Regions from separate parts of the Xenopus laevis genome. Here region 2 is linked to region 1. Evidence: chromatin contacts called from public Hi-C data. All regions are on one chromosome and are shown on one strand. Each heading gives the region's core, a stretch centred on a gene start, on an enhancer-like site or on the middle of the called end of the contact. The rest is flanking DNA. Distances are from core to core; before and after follow the strand shown. Region 1 holds the start of LOC121397063. Region 2 overlaps axl.L (tyrosine-protein kinase receptor UFO).

What was found. Hi-C and Micro-C count contacts between places; a contact is called where the count stands out from the background.
Region 2: a Hi-C map of the XTC cell line shows a contact between it and region 1, with 2.8 times the contacts expected there. The contact joins the enhancer-like site here to the promoter of LOC121397063 in region 1. A contact is called at or near these places in 2 of 4 Hi-C or Micro-C datasets (the XL177 cell line and the XTC cell line).

Annotation. Positions count from the first base shown.
Region 1 is chr8L:70,512,843-70,519,869 of Xenopus_laevis_v10.1, forward strand. LOC121397063 reads right to left here and starts at 3,239. Exons shown (of 5, transcript XM_041572937.1): 1 at 3,125-3,239. The coding sequence starts at 3,167.
Region 2 is chr8L:70,567,889-70,574,915 of Xenopus_laevis_v10.1, forward strand. axl.L (tyrosine-protein kinase receptor UFO) reads left to right here. Exons shown (of 20, transcript XM_041572939.1): 11 at 1,751-1,886; 12 at 1,978-2,069; 13 at 3,877-3,972; 14 at 5,802-5,879; 15 at 6,588-6,680. Among protein-coding and RNA genes, the nearest start is that of olfm4.L, 23 kb to the right of the region's middle. Within about 2 kb of position 3,258, at least 1 of the 7 cell types and tissues checked has an H3K27ac peak or open chromatin away from gene starts, as enhancers often do.

The sequences.
Region 1 (7,027 bases), core at 1,989-4,488:
GACTTGAAATATTAGTTTTGACCTCCAACATTTGTCCATCCATCCCAAATAAAGAACCTTTGTGGAGTCCAAGTGTCTGGTGACTTCAGCTATATGACAAAGATTGTCCACACTTGCAAAGCTCTATACAGACCAGGCAGAGAGGTCTCACCGGGAAATCAGTCACTATCATGGCAATTTGAATCAGAATACCTTTAACCACACCTTTCATCCCACTCATAGAACTTTCCCCTTACTATGCTGGGTCTACTGCAATGTCTATATATCATATAGACATTTTCAATATATGGTCACTTCGCATTTATTGTTCATTCACCCCCTAACTATTCTGCAGCCACACTATTCACTATAACTATTTTTGTCTCTGACCTATTCTTCTTAATACTTACTGATCCATGGTGTTTCTGAAAATGCTCTGTGAACTACATGGGGACTCTGCTCATTGGAAGAAATCCCATGGATTAAAATTCAATTATATCTGTAGCTGAGATACTTATCTTCCATAGAACACACAATAATAGAAAGAGGATGTAGGGCATATGGGATTATGGCATTACTGTACATTATAGATGTACAGTATCTCCTTGGTATATAATGATTACAAAATAAAGTATGAGGAAATAAGGTCGATGTCCGAGTATATAATAATGTGAATCCTGGCTCTATGTGTTACGTACTTATCTAATAAACATTCCTTGGGTAAAGAAGAGATTTTTACATGGACACACCAAAGAGAAGAGAATCTGTACCAGTAGTTTCTAAAAATACCCACAGTGCTGTTTGGAACTGCTGATGGTTTCATTAACATCTAAAGTAGAGATTGCTTACATAGAAATCAATGTGAACCAACTAGAAGCAAAGCCCATATCAACATGAACTGATTTATTGGCTGAATCTGAATTTGTTTGTTTTTTTAATTTTACTGAAAATGAATTGTGGTCTTAAATTATACAAATGACACTGATCTTTAAAAGGATTCAGCTTTACAATAGGAATTTGTCCCGTTTCACCCAAAAAATGTGAATTTACAGCGAAATTTGCAAAACGGCGAAAATTTCGCAAAGCGTATTGAAGTCAATGGGCATCAAAATAATTTTTTTAACGCGTGTCAATTTTGACAAATGCATTAAAGTCCAATTTATCCAAATGCATTAAAGTCAATGTGCGTTCGAATAATTTTGATGCACGACAATTTTTATGCGCGCAACTATTCTGATGCATGCCAAAATTTTTTTGATGCGCTGAATTTTTTGCTGGCGAATTTTAGCCGCAGTTTTGCAAATTTATTCTTCGGCGGTGAAATAAATTCACCGCAAATTCGCGCCTGGTGAATTTGTTCGCCCATCACTAGGAAAGAATATTAATGTTCCTAAATGGTATTGTATTCCATCTCTTGGTCAAAACTACATTGTAATAATTAAGTAAAGAAATGACTGATTTCTCTAAAGTCCATTTCCAGACTCAAAGACTTCTTCCTGGTGGAAAACTTAAGGTTGGTGTGTTGTTGAGTTCAACTTTATCTAGAGACTTTTTACCCAGAAAAGCTACAAATTACAGCAAAGCCATTTCCCATAGGCTCCATTATAATCAAATAATTCACATTTTAAAAATGATGTCCTTTTTCTCTGTAATAAAAAACACTGCCTTATACCAACTAAGATGTAATTAATCTTTACTGGAGGCAAAACAATCATATTGGTTTCACTTAATATTAAAAAAAAAATAGCAAATTTAAGGCATGGTGATCCAAATTACTAAAAGACCCATTATCAAGAATGCCTCAGATCCTGAGCATTCTGGATAACAGGTCCTATATTGTGGCAAATCTGGCAAATTACTTGGGTAATTTTAACATTTTTATACATGTATAGTGCTCAGAAAGCATTTGCTCACTTTTAATCTGTTAGAATCAACTATCTTGTTATACCCCATATTCTTCATAGTTCTATAAAAGTTCTAAAAAAACAACCATTGACATACAGCTGCTCCATAAGGATCTATATCCAAATACCTTTTTGTATCTCTCTGGTTTTGTCAGTGCGTGTTTCGTACATTTTCATACACACTAGTTACAAATTATTCGAATACATTTGTTGTTTATATTGATTAGAGCTTTCCTTGGATGTTTCTGCTGAGGATACTGAAGAAATGTGGTTATTCTATTTAGATGTGTGTATATTAAAGGGAAACTATCACGAAAATAAAAATGTAATATAAGCTTCAGAATACTGAAATAAGAAACTTTTTAAATAATTAAATAAATATTCTGTACTGTTTCTGAAATAATCAAGTTCATCTTCACTATTCCTCTCTGCATCTGTTTCTCTTCATTCTGTCTTCATGCAGGAGTTGGGTGTTGGATATTCATTGATAGTGATGGGCAATCTGTGATGCAAATTTACAGCGAAATGCGCAAACCCGATAAAAATTTGCAAAACGCAATGAAGTCAATGGGCATCAAAATAATTTTGACATGCATCAAATTTGACACCAGCAACAATTGTTATACGCGCGACTATTTAGGGGGCTCATTTTGCCTAGAAGATGTATTAGAGCTCACTCTAAAATCACCAGACTGTCTCTCTACATGCAGAATTTGTGCAAAAGGCAGTTATTTTGTTACATTTTGTTTGTACTGGAATCATTTATTTGAATGAGCTCTAATTCATCTGCTTTCAAATAAGTCCCCCCTATAAGATATATTGGATCTAACTGTCAATGAATATCTGACACCCAACTGCTGCATGAAGACAGAATGAAGCAAAACAGATGCTGAGAGAGGGATAGGGAATATAAACAGCATATTTAATTGATTGTATTTAGAAGGTTTGTAATTTCAGTATGATGAAGCTAATATTAAGTTTTCATTTTTGCGATAGTTCCCCTTTAAGATCAAACATTTTCCCCCTGTATGTTTGTCCTTCTGTGGTCGCATGCTTTGAATATACAACATTATGCACATATATGCTGCTATTAGTTATTTCTTGTATTTTTGGAGTGGTTAAAATGTACTAAATAGTTTGTATATGCACACCTAGGAGACAAATACACATTCACACAAACACACACAGCAGAAGACCTGCCCTGATGACAGGAGTTTTCTTTGTAGAAGTGAAATACCTACCATATTTCCTGAGAAAGCCTTGGTGAACAGACAAGGAATCCATGATGCTTGGGCTCAGCCATCAGAGCAGAGAGACAGATGGGACCAGAAGATGCAGAAATGGTACTGATCTCTTAATCCTGCAAAGCATCAGAATGAATGTTACCCCTTCACTGCCAGAGCTAAAGCTCCCTACCACTGTCAGTACAGAGAACTGTTATTAAGTGAAACCCATTTAGTGAATAATTCCTTTTTGCTGTCAGTGCAAAGCATTAGTCTACACAAACTGCACACATTTACTCCAATAAATAAATGCCAGCCTTGTACTGTCAGTGCAGAAAACTGATATGATTCAGCCACATGTATTAATGCTTTGTTTCACATGAAATATTTCCATCTCATAATTTGTATTTTTTTCAGCATTTTTATGTTACTTGATATTAGTGTGACAATTATTGTGCCTATTATAGCTTAGCTCAAATGGCCAGCAGCCAGGCCAAAAAACAACGTGGTGTTTTTACATGTTTAAATGTTTTGGGCTTGTGGGCTCTGTAAATTAAATATACTCCACTAGGTGACAGCAAAACACACTCTGATACAGAATGGAATTTGCAAATCTGTTTGCAATGTTTGCTGCCACTTATCAGATATTGGACCAGATTCAGTTCAGTGAGTGAAAGGTTTATCACGTGAAAACTGATGGATGAGATGCAATTCAATTCAGAACAACTTATCTCACAGTTTATCATACTCTATTGAATGCTATGGGAAAAAACTGGAACTGAATTTGGAGTAAAGTATTTTCTCCTCAAATTGAATCCACGAGTTTTCACGTGATAAACCACAATATAACTTTTTACTCACTGAATTGAATCTGGCCCATTATGTGTGAATGTAGCTATTTAAAGCAGAAGCTGGCATGTAAATCCATATGCTATTAAAGGAAAACTATACCCCCAAAATGAACACTTAAGCAACAGATAGTTTATATCATATTAAGTGGCATATTAAAGAATCTTACCAAACTGGAATATATATTTAAGTAAATCTTGCCCTTTTACATCTCTTGCCTTGAGCCACCGTTTCGTGATGGTCTGTGTGCTGTCTCAGAGATCACCTCACCAGAAATCTTATAACTCTAACTGTAACAGGAAGAAGTGTTGAAGCAAAAGACACAACTCTGTCTGTTAATTGGCTCATGTGACCTAACATGTATGGTTTGTTGGTATGTTTGTGAGTACAGTGAATCCTATGATCCCAGGGCCTTATTTTTTAAAATGGCAATTTTCTATTTATGATTACCCAATGGCACATACTACTAGAAAAATATATTATTATGAAAATGGTTTATTTACATGAAGCAGGATTTTACATATGAGCTGTTTTATGCAATATCTTTTTATAGAGACCTACATTGTTTGGGGGGTATAGTTTTCCTTTAAGCTAATGTGCGGAGACCCTTTCAGCCTGTGTTTTTTTTTTTTGTTAGTGCGCATATTCTATGGCGCTCTTGTGCAGTAGGAGTGAGGCCAGCAAGTGTGCTGCTTCTGAATATGGGTGCCCTACCAGCATTTTATGTTGTTTATGTTTAGGGGTCCGTGAAAAGAGCTGCTATGTACTCTCTTATGTCTACTGACCCTGTCCCTGTTGAGGATGCTGCTTCTAAGAAGGAGAGAGAAGATTACAGATTTCAGATCATGCAGGGCTTGTGACAATCCTGCAATGAAAAATAAGACACTCTGTCAGTCCTGTTTTAAAGAGTATGACCTACATGACAAAGGGAAGGAGTTTTCTTCTGCTTCTACCTCATCCTTTAATTAGGACATCTTCAACATTTTTTGGTCACAAAAAAATCCATCTGTCTCCAGCCTTAAAACTCACCACTTATGGTGGCAGAATCTGGTGAATCTGCTCAGAGGGCTTACACTGGAGGAACCGCAATGGATAGAGGTATTTACCGATGTGTCCAGCCCAGGCTGGGGAGCCCATACAGAGGGAATGGAAGTCCACAGAAGGTGGAGAAGAGATTTATCTCATCTACCCTCAAACATTCTGGAGTTGATGGCAATTTGGGAGGCCTTGTCAGCTCTCAGTCCAGTCCTGTTCGGTCTATCCATGAAGATCAGGTCAGACAATGCTTCAGCTGTGTTGTATGTGAGAAACAAGGAGGTACTTGCAGCATACAATTATTATAGTGTTGAAGAAGATCCTGGTATCCTGAATGGATTTAGTAGTGATTTTTCCAGATTGGCTGCGCAGACTGTGGTATCCTCTGCTGGGGAGCTTGACAATCCAGCCACCCTTGAAACTACAAGTAGTGGAAGATCTGTTAGTTATGGGGTCCTTGATACATCCAGATCCAGGGGTCAGTTTACCGGCCTGGCTACGACTGAAACAGCAAGATTGTTCCAATCAAGTAGTTGAAATGCTTATTAAGGCCAGGAAAGTTGAATCTCTCTCCGCTTACCATAGTTTTGCCATGGGCAAGGGATGGGCAGAAGAGGCATTAATTGATCAATTCTTTTAAGCAGTCTTGAGACTTAAGCCCCCACTAAAGAAGTTGGCTCCTCCATGGAATATTGCCTTGGTCCTCTGTGCCTTGTCCTCTCCTCCCTTAGAGCCTATTCTTGAGATTCCTCTGTGGCCTTTATCTTTGAAGACCATTCTCCTAGTGGCCTTAACAACTTAACTTATACAGTCTTGCTTCCTCAAATACATTCATTATGCACTATAAATTTGATTTTTTGTTTTCATCTGATATTCATTTTGGGCAGTCTGTCCTTATAGCTTCTGTTAATTAAATTTTTGCATATATATTTCCCCTCCCTTGTGTTTTATTGCCTGTGTATGACCTGATTGCTAGTACTATGCTGCCGGGGATGACCAGGAATGGAGAAAATTGTTTCATACTTACCATAATTTTCCTTTCCTGGTCATCTTTATGGCAGCATACCCTCCCTGTTGGTGTGTGTACTTAGTACAGAGACGGGGAGAACTGGAGGAGGAGGTACTTATGGGGTAAGAGGCGTGTTTTCTGCATATCCAACGGTAGAGACAATAACCCAATTGTTACTACTATGCTGCTGTACACCACTGGCTTACATTGGCTTACAGCCTAAAGTCAAAAGAAATGTGTACCATATTGTTAAGGTCTATAGCACACCTAGTTTTGTTTGACAGGAACAATTGACGAGGTCAAAATGTCTTCTTCACCCCCTTGTCATGGTTTCTCTATTGAAAGACTGGAAACACATCTCCTATGGCAAGTGCTGGTGGGTAAAGGTGAGGACTGCTTGGGAATTTGGTGAAGGGCTATTGAGTTCTTCCTCAGACCACAGTAGCAGTTAGAACATCATAGGTTACTAAATTATTTTAGTCTGCCATGTTTTTTGACCACAGTGCACATTATCCTTTCTGTACTTAATGTCTGTTCAATAAATATACTAGACTGTACAAATATACTAGAATATACTAGAATGTGCAAGGCTCCCTTGCAATGCACACTGACACACTGTGTGCCAAACAAGGTGTAATAAACATAAAGTGCAGAATACATTTTAATAAGTAAATGGTACCCTACAGGGTGCAGTTTGGACCTCTAACCATCCAAGCTAGCCCTAAGGCAAGATAATGAGCAGCTGGTTGAGGCTGATGTGGGGCACACTACTGACCCCCTAAAGATGTATGGAATGTAATGAATCTGTTTTTCCCAAATTATCCTGCATTCCAGCAACAGATTCAGATCTAACCATCTGCCAATAAAAAAAAAAAGTCAGACACTTGTGTGGCCACTCTTATGATATTAATCCGTTCAGTCAGATATTGAGATCCTTATAAAGTGGGTGTAGCTGACGGAAAATAGAATCAAATTTCAACTAAAACACTAGGTATAACATATGTTCAGCACAATTCCTCAGGTTGAAC
Region 2 (7,027 bases), core at 2,008-4,507, 55 kb after region 1:
AGCACTAGGCCCTCTGAATTTTTTCTTGCAGGGGGGGCATGGTCCATGGTGGCTATGCCACTGTATAGATACTCTGAAACTTTTATTTTGCCAAGCTTTTAATGCAAATGTTTTTCTTTAATAAATCTCAACTATTCAAGCTTTCAAAAAAATATTCTCCAGTATATTTTTGTTCTTGAGAAAAAAACTCAATCTCAAGTTTTGATAAAGCAAAAGGTTTTTTTTTGTAGTAGTAAACAACTTCTGTAGGCATCAGTGTGTTAAGAAACAACATACTTACAAATGTTAAGCCACAGTTACATTTCATTTCACAAACGTTAAAACATAGGAACAAAGAAGATAGTAACTGTGGCATGGGGGTTTTGGCCACCCTTCCACTTGTCAATTGCTGAGCTTAATAAACTCTCTGACACCCAAGCTTTAGGCTGTCACTCAAAAATGATGGGCTCCTATGCAACTGATTGAGGATTTAAAAAGAAAGCAAATAAATGCCCACAAAGCAAGAAAAGTTGGGAAGGGAAATTTGGGATGCTAATGTGAAACAATCAGCCAAGAAGCTAAAGCTGAATAAGGTATGTCTCCTACAACAAGACAATGATCCTAAACATATCTCAAAAGTCGCCATGAGCTACTTGAAGAAAAGCAAACTGAAGGTTTGGAATGGCCCTCCCAGTCCCCTAAATTTAACATCATTAAAATATATGGGTAGATTTTACCTTGCAAGAAAAGCCAAGAAGATTTTTTTAACACACTGATTCATCAACTTTTAGCCTTCCAGCAATCTAGCACCCTATGAAAAGATGCATTGGTAGACTTTTAGTGCAACACTTGCTAGAATGGCACATGTTCATTTACAGATTTCTTATTATAACTGTTAAGTTACAATTTCTTTCTGATATATTTGCTTTGTACTTTCAGATGCATCAACGCCTTTTTCTTCTGCAGGTACGTAGCAGTACATTATAAAGGGAGTATCTATATCAGTGCCCCTTATCTTATGGTTGTGTATATACATTTACATTTAAATTGAACTAGAAAATCCCAGCAAATTAAGATCTAAACAGGAAACTTATACAATCGGGGCAGTCACATACTGTAAATATTGGTGTTATACACCGCGGTTTCTAGTATTCGAACAGATCACTAATGAACAAGCCCCTCCTACATCAGTTATAAAGTTACAGTTTCAGTCTGTCTGTCATTGGCCAAATTAACTTATAAAGCTAATGCTTTGTCACTGGTTTCTGTGCAGTCTAGTAGTCTTTATATATATATATATAATACACAAAAGCCATGAATATCCTGTAAATTATAGCCTTATAAACGGTGACTTCTGATGTCATCAGTTATAAACAGTGAGTTCTGATGTCATTTCTGTCACATGACTCACTGAGACTTGTGTATTATAATAAATAAAGTACCCCCTGTTGCAAAATATGAGGATATTAGAAGTAACCTCGGAGTTTCATGACCTGTATAAAAACACTCGGCCTTCGGCCTCGTGTTTTTATATGGTCATGAAACTCCTCGGTAACTTATAATATCCTTATATTTTACAAGAGGGGGTACTTTATTCACTATATATCTTTATATATCAGTCCATCCCATTCACTGTTTGATCCAGGAGGTAGAGGGATGATCTCCTTATTTCATAGCTATTTTCCAGCACAAGGATGTCTTCTTGATAAGTGAGGAATATATAGTTGTTTGAAATACTGTCTCTTAAAAATGTAATTCTCTATTTGTACAGTTGTAAAGGTGAATGCTGCACCTCTTTTCTCCTGGCACTGGTGGTATGTGGCTCTAGCTGTTGCTGTAGCGTTTTTCTGTGCTTTTTGTATTGCCATATTCCTGGCACGCATAAGGAAGAAGGAGACACGCTACGGGTAGGTTGTTTTTTGCATTTTGAGCAAAAGAAATGTGATTTTGCTGGTTACAGAATACAATGTCCTGATCTCTTAATGTCTGTGCTTTCAGAGAGGCTTTTGAGCCGACTGTGGAACAAGGGGAACTTGTAGTGCATTACAGAGTAAAGAAATCATACAGCCGGCGCACCACTGAGGCCACATGTAAGTGAAAATACCATATATATATAGTGCCATTGTTAAAGATGCAAAAATATGAAATATTTACCATTTTATTGATATACTTTATGTATGATATTGTTGTAAAATATGTCAGCACAATTGCTGGTCATTATTTGGGCAATGATTGTGAAACATATCCAGTAAGCAATATTGTTCATACACAACATCACTACCACTTACGTAGCTTATTAGAAATGAACCTGACATGAATCCCGGTCCACCTTTAGAACCAGATTGTGTGCATAATTTTAATGACACAATATAGAAGACAGGTAGCCAAGCATTTCCCTGCATTGTTTCAGTTGGATTACACAGGAGATCTATGGCTAGAACTTCTCCCTGTGCCAGCTCTGAATTGATTTTGTATGATATAGTGGTCCTACACCCAAAAAAACAGCTTTAAGCAACCTTCATACTTTACACACACTAACTGACATTGTCAGGGGTTTCACAGTTATTTGTAAATGTAAATGTTTGTGACCTCTAAGTACAAAGTAAGTTCAGTGCTGCCTTGTGGACAGAACCCTTTTGTTACTAGTTGTCTGAGCTGTAAAATAATTACAGGCCACAATGTGGAGCTGTGAGTACTCTTCAGGCAAGTTACCATTCTATGCCGATACCCCATAGAAAAAAGCCCCACGTCTATTAAGTTCAAGCCTCAAGTGCAATCATATAATTACAGCAGCTGTGCTTTCAGTACTTGGAATGTATTGCTTTTGGTTTCATATCAGTTCTGTGTGCCTGACTATGGAATGCAGTGTCAGTCTCTGTAGGGAGTGGGAGTAGAATGCGATAATAGAATCTGTGCATCTGTAATAATGCAAAACGCAGAAATGTTAATGAAACTGGATGTCCCTGTAATCATGTTCCATGTTTATTCTGATGCCCACCTTCTCTGTCTGTCTCAGCTTCCTACAATCACCAAGTAGTTCCCCAGAAGTGTGTGGGAAGCAAATTCAAATACTGTGCCTCACCATATCCAAGGGTCAACAAATGATGATCCCTAGGGTATATAAGTAAAGGATTACTTCTTTCCTATTACCCTCACTGGCCCCACTGCTTCTCATAAGAGTGAATTAACAGCTGTGTTGGTAGATGCTTAGAATGTGGAGGGTAGCTGTCAGAAAGAAAGCTGGTGACGTATGAAGGGAATCTGTTCCCTTTCAGTCCACTTGGCTGCTAACCAGGAAAATCCTGCTCATGTTTTGTGCTGGACACTGCTGGTATCCAAAGTGTTACATATACATAGAGAGCCTCCTCCCTTCCCTGGGCCCCACCAGTCTCAAACTGCATCTATTCAAACGTAATCGCAGGGCAGCAGGGACATGTTTCTTAGAACTTTGCTTTCTCATGCCTGAGGGGCGATGGAGGGGTTCGAATGCTTTCTTTGACTAGATTTTTGTATTGAAAAAACTGTTTCTGTTCCCATGTAAATACAAATTCATCAGTGGAGCAAAACTGTCTCCCTTGTCAACTAGTTGTTTTCTGGTAACAGTTTCTAAACTCAGACAAACGCAATCTTTCCAAATTGTAAACAGAGGCTGAAGTGGAGGGAAGGTCTATTTATTTTATTTCCTTTATATGACCTGTGATAAAACCCATGCTTCATGAAAGGTTAAATACGGTATATATATATATATATATATATATATATATATATATATATATATATATATATATATATATATATATATATATATAAATTAGTATTTCACTAACATTTATCTGTGTTGTTTAAAAATGCACGAAGACACAATAAAAAAAGTTTCTCGTCTGTTGTTCTCATCAGTAAACAGACTTGGTATCAGCAATGATCTGAAAGAAAAGTTACGTGATGTCATGGTAGATCGGCACAAGCTGGCACTTGGCAAGACTCTTGGGGAAGGTGGGTACTCGTTTCCATATAACAGGGTGGAAAGTGTACAAAAGTATGATCTGAGGGTTTGTATAGGTTTTCGGTGGTGAAATATATGAGTAACACAACAAAAAAATACTCAGGCAATACTGACTTCAAAAACAAGAACCTAATGGATTTGATGGATTTCCTGTTAGTAACACTGCTCTCTATGACTAGTGAGAATGCGTATGAAGTGAGAATGCCCTCCAGTTAACAGTACTGCAAGCTGATGAATAAAACAGTTGTTGAGCCTACTCCCGGTGTTTCTGCAGTCCCTGTGTGGGAATTTCCGTTCTCTGTATTATCCTACACAATCTGTAAATGCAATCGGGAAACAATCTGAAGGCTAATGACTTCCTCTTACTTCCTGATGGAAGGCTGCAGCCAGCGGTGTCTTTTTTATCCTGCATGGCACAGACTTGCAGTCTTACGGGCACCCAAACCCAGTAGCTATTTTATAATACTAAATAGGTAATCCACAACTTGAAGGGCAGGGAGGAAAGTGCAAAAACATAGTGCATTCTGCACCTTCACTTTTACATTAATTGAACTGCTGCAGGTCTTTTGTTTTGTAATGCAGAGACCTGTGGCTTCCACATTAATAAAGTGCTATTTGTATTTTGACAGTGCTTCCTGAATGTGCACTTATTTCTGTGGTCTTTTTAAATGACCCATTCTATGAATTTCTGTTTCTAGCATCCTTTGGGGGACTTTCCTAGTATAGTGGTAGAAAATTAAAAAAAAGAAAAGAATCAGGGATTCACTAAATCTATTTTTAGATTAAGTCCAATTAGCATATTCAAATTTGAAAAAACCTTGTATAATGTGTGAACAAAAGTTGAATTCTGTTATCCAGAGCTGTAAAGTCTTAAAGGAACAGTAACACCATAACATGAAAGACTTTTAAAGGAATATAATATAATGTCATGCTGCACTAGTAAAACTGGTGTCTTTGCTTCAGAAACTCTACTATAAATTATATAAACAAGCTGCTTTGTAGCCATGGGGGCATCCATGTTTCTGCAGCAAACACAGTGCAACACGACAGTACATTATATTTTCATTACTTTAAAAGACTTTCATTTTTTGTTGTTACTGTTACTTTAAAGTGAATTTAAGGATTTGTATTCAGTTTGGCAGAACACTTGGGATCTGTCCAATCAAAAAATTATTTTGCCTGAATTCTCAATTCAGTGCATCCCAAAAAATAAATATTACTGAAGAAAATTCACAAATATTACTGTAGAAATTCAGATGTAAAATGTCCATTAGTGAGGCTTAGTACTGCTACTGAGTCTAGCTCTGTTAGTTAGTCTAGCTCTAGCTCTGTCATGCTAATCTGTATGCCAGTGCACTGTGCAGACCAGGCAAGTTCAACTAATTCTGTATAGACCCTGCTATGTGAATGGTAGCATCATGTTCCAACAAAGAATATGAGAAATTACAAAGCCAAACTACATAGCTGAACCAAGTTTCTTTCATAGGCCCCTGCAGGATTAGCTTTATGTTTAGAGCTTTTAATACTTAGGCTGAGAGTAATTAGGGCCATATTAGTCCTGCTCCAAAATTTGTCTCAAGGTATAGATTGCCTTCAGTAACCAGGAGTGTCCTTATGTCAATGTTGCCCAAATTGTCAAACCTCTGCATGTGAATTTACTTATTGACAATTTCAAACAATTTGGATCCTCTGGATCAAGGTCTCTGCAACCCTGTTACTGCTTTGAGGGAACCTTGGTCTTTACACAAACTATTCCCACTTTGACTCAATTATTGCAAATAACCTAAAGTGAGCTGATGTTTTTAACTATATTCCTTAGGAGAGTTTGGCTCAGTCATGGAAGGACAGTTAAACCAAGATGATTACATCCTTAAAGTGGCTGTGAAGACAATGAAAAGTATGTAAATACAACCTAATACTCCTATCAACATTTACTTGTTACCTTGCAATGAGAGTGAACAATTTATATTCCTTTTAGATTCTCTCTGTAAGAACTGAAGCCTTGGTGTATCCCATCCACCCTTGCCTTTCTCTTCTGTTCTATATTGTTGGCTATACCACCATGGGTTTTCATAAAGCTCATTGTACAGGCATAACCTGTTGGCCCCTAGTAAAGAACCCTCTATGTCACCCACTTCTTCACTTGCTGCTGAGCCTAAATGTATACCAGTAGCTTCACATGATTACTTGTTTTGGCTCTAAGGTGTGCCCTTTGGTCAGTTCATAACTTAAACTACTTATGATGATGGGTGGAAGACTAAAAAAGGGTTAGTCTGATATACTATTTCCTACATGCTTCTTATATGTACCCTCAGCTTAGCACATCCTCTTTTTCTCACCTATTACAGTTTTGGGGGTTGAAGCCACCACCCCTTCCCCCAACAGGTTTCTCCCAGGCCTTGATCTGCTGTAAATTTTACTGAAGTTATCACATCTTGGACACTGGCATTGCCTCTGGCATATTGTATAAATCCCATTAAATGCTCTGAGGAGCAAAAAGTTTCAGTTTTGCCACTTTTTCCATCTAAACTATACATTCCCCCAAATGTATAATACTGCTTAGAAACTGTGATTCAGTCTGATTTTACTCATTGTTTCTCCCCAGTTGCTATCTGCACCCGTACGGAGATGGAAGATTTTCTGAGTGAGGCTGTCTGTATGAAGGAATTTGACCATCCAAATGTCATGAGACTAATAGGTAAATCTAATTTACATTTTTATTTTTCTGGTTTAATTCAGTAGAAAATGGCAAACTTTAGGCATGTAAGACACTGAAAAAGAATTGCCCTCTTAGCAAGGTTACGCTTGCCTCTTGTGAGTTTTTTTATGATGCTGCTTTAGAATTTGGTATGTATTAGTCAACAACATTCATTGTATCTTGCATATAGTAGAAACTGTGGATTAATGCAAGTAGACAGACCTAGCAATCTGGAAATGGCAGAGGTGCTGTTAAATTACTAGAGACCAGTACTTTTTATTAGGCCTGTGTGAGGCCCTATGTCCTTGAAATGCAGGGACCTAATTAGAATCTCAGTCCAGACATGA